2 separate regions of the Oryctolagus cuniculus genome follow, and region 2 is linked to region 1. The links are chromatin contacts, called in public Micro-C maps. All regions are on one chromosome and are shown on one strand. Each heading gives the region's core, a stretch centred on a gene start, on an enhancer-like site or on the middle of the called end of the contact. The rest is flanking DNA. Distances are from core to core; before and after follow the strand shown. Region 1 holds the start of TSPAN5 (tetraspanin 5). Region 2 overlaps TSPAN5 (tetraspanin 5).

Evidence for each region. Hi-C and Micro-C count contacts between places; a contact is called where the count stands out from the background.
Region 2: a contact with region 1 is called in a Micro-C map of ear pinna, with 2.0 times the contacts expected there. The contact joins the enhancer-like site here to the promoter of TSPAN5 in region 1. A contact is called at or near these places in 3 of 6 Hi-C or Micro-C datasets (ear pinna, psoas muscle and an unstated tissue).

The regions. Positions count from the first base shown.
Region 1 is chr8:66,799,291-66,803,900 of mOryCun1.1, reverse strand. TSPAN5 (tetraspanin 5) reads right to left here and starts at 1,974. Exons shown (of 8, transcript XM_051820160.2): 1 at 1,524-1,974. The coding sequence starts at 1,604.
Region 2 is chr8:66,876,828-66,881,437 of mOryCun1.1, reverse strand. The region is part of intron 1 of TSPAN5 (tetraspanin 5); the gene reads right to left. Among named protein-coding and RNA genes, the nearest start is that of TSPAN5, 77 kb to the right of the region's middle. Within about 2 kb of position 1,782, at least 4 of the 8 cell types and tissues checked have an H3K27ac peak or open chromatin away from gene starts, as enhancers often do. A contact at or near this core is called in ear pinna, where this site is marked.

The DNA.
Region 1 (4,610 bases), core at 725-3,224:
ATTTCTGAGTCCAGAGGACAGACCATGCCTACACACAAACTGAGCTCCAATCCCTTCCATTGCCTCTCACAAAACATGTGTGACCAATGCAAGACGCTCCTGGAGAAAAGAGAAAATAAAACAATCTGGTACAATATGGTAGGAAATGCGTGTCTGTGTGTGTGTGTGTGTGTGTGTGTACACATACATACAGAGCTGTGGAGACGACTACTCTCACAGATGCGTATATTTACAGCAAACAGCTCAAATTCAAGGAGAATCCACACTAAATACACCGTGTGTTCATGCTGCTGTGGCTCATTTTCAACCGCGCAGTTGGATCATTGTTCACCTCACAAGGGAGGGCAACTTGGAGAACCCCCCCTCCACCTCGAGGGACACCATCTTTACCTCCCCCCACCCGGGGAGGGGGCTGCCCAGGGAGGAGAGGATGGCACGGGATGATCCGGCGAGGAACAACAACACGGTCTTCCAGCCAGCGTTTCTCCCCTAGTCCTACAGAACTCTTTGTCTGGTTGCTGAACACGTTTGCGAGATCAGGAGAAAGAATCAAAACAAAACAAAAGAGTAGGCGTCCCAGCCTCATTACAATAGGTGCCCAGCACAAGGTAGCGCCAAGCCGAGCAGGGCTCTGGTCTGGCGTTCAAACATCCGCTCTCGCCGTGCCTCCCAGAAACCGAATCTCGCACACCTCCTCTGCTGCATCTCCCCAAGGTCCCCCAACCTCCAGGAAAAAAAAAAAAAAAAAAGGCCGGCTCCGTGTCACTCCTCTAAAAAGGAAGGCGTGAGGCGCGAGCCCAAGGAAGCGTCTGTGGCCGAGGACTTGTTATGATGCCGACAATGATATATATAGAAATCAGTCCCTGCTCCCCGCAAGCCCACTGGCCGGTCAGTCCATTACGCAAAAGACCGCTTCCCAGCCGAGGGGCAAGAGCGCGCAGGAAGCGTTATTTACGTGCACCGTCCAGAGCCCTACACACCACGGCATCTGCATCCCACACAAAGCCCGAGATGGTGCAAGGAGACACACGCTGAGCATGGCACAGACCAGCCGCGGAAACACGGAGCCCAGCCCTCGGCCAATCAGAGCCCAGCGAGAAGGTGGACCCCCGGGCCGGCTCTGCCCGGTGAGCCTCCCCCATTATGACACCACGCTCTGCCCGACATCCGTATCCCACGGGGAGCGAATCCGATTCGTGTAGCTGCTCATTTCTCAAACTGCACAGCCCTTCCTCTCATCTGCAGCCCTGCGATCGTTCTTTAAAAAGCCACCCACCACGGCCTGGGTGCCCCCTTCCCGGCTCAGTTTTTTTTTTTTCTTTTCCCCTCTTCCCATTCCCAGGAAGGATTAAACGCGTCCCTCTCCGACGCGCACCCTGGGAAGGCGGAAGGCTAATGCCTGTCCCCGGCTCGGGCAAGCGCCCCCAGGGCTGAGAAAAGTAAAGGCGGCGAGCAGCTCGGGGGAAATCGCAGCGAAACCCATCAGCCACAGTAGTTGGAATCCCAGGAGCGCTCCAACTTACCCAGAATATGACATTGAAGCCAAAAATGAAGTACTTGATGCAACAACTGACTTCAGGACCCTTGTAGTGCTTCCCGGACATCCTCTGGGTTCATGAAGACACTTGCCCCGGCTGCCCGACTTTGGAGCCCCGGAGCGGCCCGGCAGGGAGGGAGCGGGGGCTCGGGGCCGCAGCGCGGGCGGCCCGGGCTCAGCCGTGCGGGGACCGGCAGCAGGAGAGCGGCTCCCGCACCTCCAGCGGCTCGCGCGCCGAGGCCGCCAGAGCCGGGGTCGCGTCGAGCAGGCGAAGAAGCCGCGCGCTGCAAGCCCGAGGCTTCCGAGGCTGGCCGCGTCCACAAGGCGAGCGCCTGCGTCCGCGCGCCAGGCGGTCGGGTGCGGAGGTCCGTCCCCGGGCTTCGGGCAAAAGCGGCCGCGGCAGATGCTGGCGGAGACGCGGCTCGCGCGCCCTCCCGCCCCTCGCCCCGCCCGCCGCTCGCCCCGCCCGCGCCGCCCGCAGCTCCGCCCGCCGCCCGCCGCCCGAGCCTTGGCGAGGCGCGCGCGCGCGCACGGGCTGGGGCGCTCCCGGGCGGGCGGCCGTGGCACCACGTAGCCGCCGCCTCCTTCTACCGCTCCCCGCCCCTTCTCCGGCCAGCTCCGAGCGCCCCGGCCGGCTAGCCCTGCTGCGGGGTAGGTGGGATGGGCGCCCGGCGAGCGCGCCCATTGGGAAAGCAGCCTGGCGAAGGGGCCGGGATTGATGAGCGGAGAGTGCCTGTCGCCGCCGCATTTGCACACAGCACTGGATGGAGGGACGCCTGCACCCCTTCCGGGTGTGACCACACTCACGCCCCCTCGTATGCCCGGACTGTGTGGCGAGAGGCGAGGTTGGGCCACTGGGCAGCAGAGGAGCGAGGTCGTGGATTTCGCTGAGCTCGGGGTTAGGCTGTTGGGAAGGGAGAGAGAATCTGGGATCACCGGCCTTGTGAAAGAAGGGCTCCCTGTGTGACTCCAACCCGTCCTGCCCACCTGCATGAGGAGACGGGACATTCACCCCGAAATGGGGACGATGACGGACAAATGGCCCAAAGGAGCCTTGACCCAGGATTAGGGGCCTCTTCCCGGGGTCTGCTGCAACAGCACAAACCGCCCCCCGAGAATGGTGCCCAAGGAACTTAACCGCTTCCTGCCTCTGGGAAGGAATCCAGAAGGGGTTCCAGGGACAGTCTTGTGGGGAATCTGAATTGGGTTTATAGGTCACGAACCATGAAGGTGTTGGCCCCAGAGAAATGTGATGGAGCGTGTGGCGGGAAGTTAGCTGAGCAGGTGTGTCCCTTCATTACCCACCACCCTCCTGGAACATTGTCTGAGGTGCTGGCATAGCAGGTACAAATATTCCCTGGAAAGAAGAGGGAAAACTGCTCAGAACTGTAAACATCCATGGATTTTTTTTTTTTCTAAACGCTTCACACAGCTGGAAAGAGAGATGGGAGAGGGAAAAAATTCCAGCACCGCCCTGTGCAACCTGATGCCAGACACAGAAATCTTCCTGTTTAGGAAGTTCCCTGGCTGAGTTTAAGAGCCACTGGCATAGAAATTGGCATGGCAAGAAGTTGCTTTTTCCTGCAATCAACGACCCTTTGAGATGGTTCTTGGCCTTCAAGGTGACAGAGGCTGAATTGAGGTCACAGATATGAACAGGATACCCACCAAGCTGGGTACCACACAAGCAATGCCCGTGGCTAACAGTGACTTCAGCGCTTTGGATACAATAACCCTCTCTCCCTCAAAAGTACCCCCTAGCCACCTGAAATGCAGACCATCTACCTCCTGCCTGATGGCCTTCAAAAGGAAGGGCTTTCACTGGTGGATTTCCCTCTTTACAGAAAGCACGGACTAGCTTTACCTAAGCCTTTTCGGGCTGTGCTGTAATTCTTCGTATATAAATAGAACAGTTGCTGCAGGAATACGGGTAAGTCAGAGGAAAGGTCTGTCTTAAGTTGATGTGACACATTTCAGAAAACAGCTAAAAATTAGATCCAATTGATGACTCAGTTGATTCCTAAATGTGATTTATCTTTGAAATAAAAATGAACAGATATCCCATATACCCATGTGCTCATACACCCAAACCCCTCCCCCATCCTCAAGCACAAGGGTACATTCACTGCATTGACGAGCCAGCACTGACACATCATTATCACCTGAGAACCACTGTGGACATTAGGGGTCACTCGGGGTTGCACATTCTATAGCATGCTCGCACCATTAAAATACCCTGCAGAGAATTTTCACTGCCATAAAATTCCTCTTAGGTCTGCTGATTTCATCCGTCACTCCCCACCAACTACTGATGTTTTACTGTCTTCATGGTTTTGTCTTTTCCAAAATGCCAAATAGAAGGAATCACACAGTATATAGTCTTCCTCTCAATTTTGAACCGAAAACTGCTCTTAAAAAATGTCTTGAAAGGGGGCTGGCGTTGTGGCACAGTCTGCCGCTTGCAAAGCCAGGCATCCCGTATCGGAGTTTGAGTCCTGGCTTTCCACTTCCATTCCAGCTCCCTACTAATGTGCCTGGGAGAGCAGCAGGTGATGGCCTGAGTGCTTGGGCCTCCGCATCCATGTGCAGGCATGGAATTCCTAGCTCCTGGCTCCAGCCTTCCCCTGCTCAAGCTATTGCTGACATGTGGGGAGTGAACCAACAGATGGAAGATCTTTCTCTCTCATCTCCCTCTCTCTTTCAAATCAATATAAAATAAATCATGTTTTAAAAAAGTTTTAGAAAAAATGAACAGAGAAGGGAAAGTTCAGACACCACATTTGGAGAAGAGGGGGGAAATTAGTTGAATTCTCATTTCATGTAGCCAAAGAATCTCAATGATTGAGTATAAACAGAAAAACCACCTAAGAAATTGAAGTAGTAACACAAGGAGAAATCTAACCTCCTAATAAAGACATATCCACTAGTATCAGTGGTATAGATACAAAGGTAATGAGCACTGGATTGCCCAGGCATTGCTGGCATCCTCATGAAATGATACGGGCCATTTGGAAAGCATTTTGGCTGTATGTAGCAGGTCAGAGGGCCCCCTGCATTTTGACTCAGCAGTTCT
Region 2 (4,610 bases), core at 533-3,032, 78 kb before region 1:
AAGCAAGTTGCCTGAGGTAACAGCTTTTCACCACCATTAACACAAGACCTAAGACAACTTATGAAGGAAGGTTTATTTCCACTTACGGTTTTGGAGGCTGACAGTCCAAGACCAAGTGGCCCTGCTGGTTTGGCATCTGGTGATGTGTTCTTGCTGGTGGAGTTCCAAGATGGCAGAGGGCATCACGCTGCAAGACGGAGCATGTGTCGGTCTACAGTCACCCCTTACAGAGCTACCAGGAGGCCACCAGGGGGCGCCACCTCAATCACCTAATAAAATCCAAACACTTCACAAGGCCCTGCCTCTAAACTCCATAACTGGATTAAGTTTCCAACTTTTTAGTTACTATTAGTTAGTTACTATTAACATAAGACTTTGAGACCAGGTCTATAACGCGTGGCTCTTTGGGAGACACTCAAACTAATATCCAAACCATAGCAACCAGCGTTTGTCCTGAGAATAACGTTCTCACACTTTGGCCCAACTTCATTCTGACAGAACTCGAAGCAAGTGATTTATTGGGTCAGGTCCGGTGTTGAGAGAACACTAGACACGGAGTCAAGAAACCTGATTTCTAGTCCAGATCCTGCCCTATCCCAGATGTGTATCTTGGATGATTTACTTCCCTTCTCTGGGTGAATTTATTTCACTGCACTCCTCAAGCGTGAAATGAGACATTGTAGAAGATCAGTACAGATCTTGCTCTACCAGGACACATAAGCTCTGCAATCAGGTTGGAAGACGGGCCAGTTTTGCTTTCTAGCTGCTGACTAAATCCTATTTTTAAGTCTTGTTTCTCAGTCTCCTGAAAAGTTGGCCTGAGAAAATAAAACACTGCCAAGCAATCCGGAAGAACCAGTGCTACTCCACAAGGCAGGGAGAAGAGTCAAGATTCCCTAACAGTAGGCTTTGAATTCAGTGTCAGCTGGTTAACCGACTCTTCCCACACCAGAGTTGCCAAATGCATCTGGAAAGTTCTTCTCAAAAGCAGTGTGACATTCTCAGAGGCCGTAGTATTAGTTTCGTTTCAAGTCCAGGTGAAACTGCTTTCAATTAATTTAAATGTAGTATTTTGAAAATGCTACCAGAAGAATCCATCTCTTTGACTTCTGTTCTTTCCTCTCTCTTTTCTCCTAACCATTGAAGACTCTGTGTTGAAATCCAACCTTTCCCCATTAACTGCCTTCTCAGTGTGAAGAAACCAGCCTGCAGATTTGCTCCAGGCCCTGGTACAAGTTCTGAACCCTGGCACTGTTTCCAAGGTAACAAGTTAAAAAAAAAAAAAAGCACAGACAGGTCTTGCACATTTAATATGGAGATGAACGAGATCACTCAGTAGTATTTCACTCAGAGGCAAGAACACAGATTAAATCCTCTCTTCCGTCCCCATTTACACCAGGAGGAATTTATTTGGGGCTTTTACAACAGACATAATGATTCTCCTTTGGCAATGCGGTTTCCAAAACACAAAATTCCACAGAGAGTTTGTTATGGTTAATCAAGCGCAAAGCAGCTTCTGTCGAGAAAGTCTAAAAGGAGAAAGAAAAGGGGTCCCACAGCACTGAATCTAATTCTAGACACTTGTTTTTTTAGTTCCCTTACAGACACCCAACAATGGTTGCACACACGCACCTCTGCCAGCTCCTCACACAGTAAGCAGTTACCGGCCCCACTGCGCCAGGGGCACGCAAGAGAAACTCGCAGTTCCCGACGTGGAGGAGGGACTTTGGCTCCCAAATGGAAAGGGGGAGGCAGGGAGGTGGTGCCCCGTCCTGCCCCTTGGACAAAGGCAGGGAACTGAAAGCGCTGGCGGCTGGGAGGCAAAGCAGCCAACGCCAAGGGCGGAGGGTGGGGGGTGGGGGTGGCTGAGGGAGAGCCTTTGCTTTGAAGGCTGTCCTGGGACAGCCAGGACCAGGGCCAGCACGCAGCGCAGCCATCACACAGGCCGCCGGCTGCTTCCCAGACCTCCTTCCAGAAAAGGGGAGGAAGCCAAAGAAGGGAAGAGTCAGTCAATCAGTAACGCGGCAGTAACAAAAAACTAGTCCTAGAAGGGCAGAGGCGGAGACAAAGAAGATGATTTGGTGTGTACCAGCGATCCCAGTAATCAGAGCCCAGCTTGGCACAGGCATAGCGAGGCTCCCACACCCACAGCTACTGAACCCTGCGCCCCGTGATTTCCAGTGTTCTTAGTTGCAAACAAAGACCCATTGTGTCTTCTTGGATGGCCATGCTACCAATTTGTCTCCTACCTCCCAAAGAAGCCTAATTATGAGTTTTTTCCTCTGCTCTCTGCCTTATTCTCAGCTCCATGAAGAGCAAACACGTATTGCACTATGGGAAAGAAGGTGGAGAAGGCACAGCAGGTCTGGAACTGTAACCCTCTGCCTCTGGACCTCAGCACAACCAGGCTCTATGGAAGGTCCACAAAGTCCGTGGTGCCCGGACCCCAGGCCCTAAAGCCCATCTGTTTCTACCTCTATGGCATCTCCCTAAAGGTGTCCCCCTCACTCCCCACCCTGCTTTTGCATGCTCAGCTGGTCCAAAAAACCCAAAGCCAGCAGTCTTCCAGCCTGCACCAGCCCCTGTGGGCTACTCTTCCAACTGGATATTCTGTGGCACACTTTTGAGCGCTCATTTTCCCATGTTGTAAAAGTGGTATGTCTCGAAAAGTTAAAAAGGAATTAACTTCATCACAGCCAATGGGATGAAAAAAAAAGCAGACTAAAAAGGCACTAGGCTTCCAAGACATCACTGAGCCTTTGAAGAGCGCCAACTGTGCCAATGTCACATGAGTGAGACGATGGGCAACGGAGAATCTGTTTCCACCATATGTCTCACTCAAGAAAGAAAGGGCAGTGTTGGGTGCTAACTTCATTTTTTTTTTTTAAAGTTACCAACCCCACTCTTCTGTCTGTCACTTCTGAAAAATAAACTTTACAATTACCATTGTCTATTTTTTAAAGAATCTCTTCTCTGGTCTCTTGCTCTGAGTACATTTAATATAATTTCTCTCCTCCCAAAGGTCCTTCAATTTATTTCCATTCACTGTTATAAAACTTAGTTTTCCCCTCATTCCTAATGCTTGAAAAGGACAAAGATAATAAGAATAAACAATGGGAAAAGGAAGCCCAAGAAAACCCAGTTATGATATTCAAAGAGATAAGCTTGCCCTGTGGCATATTTATCTGTCCTAAAAGAGATTCACTAAGGGGAAACTTAAGCTCCTCGTATCATGTGTGCTCCTGGAAGATTTCAAATGCTGTTTCTCTAATGTGAGTGTTGAAATAATGCCATTGGGTTTACATTTAATAACATCTTATGCTTACAGAGTGTTTTGTTTTTGCCTTTTAAATTTGTTTTTATTTATTTATTTGAGAGTCAGACAGAGAAAGGGAGCTCCCATCCACTGATTCATTCCTTAAATGCTTGCAACAGCCAAGCAGAGCCAGGCCAGGCCAAAGCCCCAAGCCATGAATTCAATCCAGGTCTCCCATGTGGGTAGCAGGAATCCAATTCCTTGAGCCATCAGTAAGCCTTCTAGGGTCTGTATTTGCAAGAAGCTCAAGTTAGGTGTCGAGCCCAAACACTCTGGTGTGGGTATCTCTTAAGTGGTCTTTATGTCCCATCTGTCATTTTATCCTTGTGGGAAAAGGAAAGAGTTAAAACCCTAGGAAGGTGGTTGGAAACTGGGTTATTACTATCACACTCTACAGATGAGGAAGCTAGGCCCAGCACTAAAGAAATCGGGAAGTGCTTGAGAGCTAGAAGACAGAGCGCCATACCCAGGATCCACACCCAGGATCCACACCCAGGTTCCACACCCTGACCCCCCATCCTGGGTTAATTCTGCAACACTTCCGTCCTCAGTGCTTTCTCCATGGGAAGAAGGTTCACCCCAGGCAGGTGTCTGCTGGGAATAAGAGAAGGCCAACACAGCGTGGACGCCTGCACAGCCAGCACTGGTCAGACACTGGGGCGGGGGTAGCTTTGCTTTATATTATTGCTTATGGGTCAACTAGTCCTCAGAAACTAAGGCCAGTCCTGATCTGGAAGCATGGCCAAGATCCAACTGTGGCGCTCTGGGTCCCTGGTCAGACTTCAAGAAGCAACCGGAGGGCGGAGCCAAGATGGCGGAATAGTGAGGGCGCGCACCGATAGTCCGGGAAAATTTAGTTTAATAAAAGGGGAGTTACGGTAGCCGCAGAAAATAGAACCAAACAAAAATTGCAGGGGAAACCCTTCTGAATGGAGCAGGCATGAATCGGACGACCTACTGGGAGAACAAGGTCGCCCACCGCACGGAAGCAAAGTCGCGGGACCCAGCCGCAGAAGCCCCAGGGTCTGCACGACAGTGCTCCAAGGAGAGTGCACGCCACACAGAAAACAGCGGGGAGACTTGAGACGCTCAGGGCTCCGAGTCCACACATCGGCGCTGGAAGGGGAGGTGAGCTCAATAACCCGAGACATTGGTGGGGAAACGGGGGTCAGAATCTAGAGGGGGGCCGGAAAGTGCAGCAAACTCACTACCGGAAAGAAGGAAAAAAAAAAAGCTTCGGGGTTTCTCTTCCCCCTAACCTTGCAAAGGTTACAAGCCTGCAAGACTCGAAGAA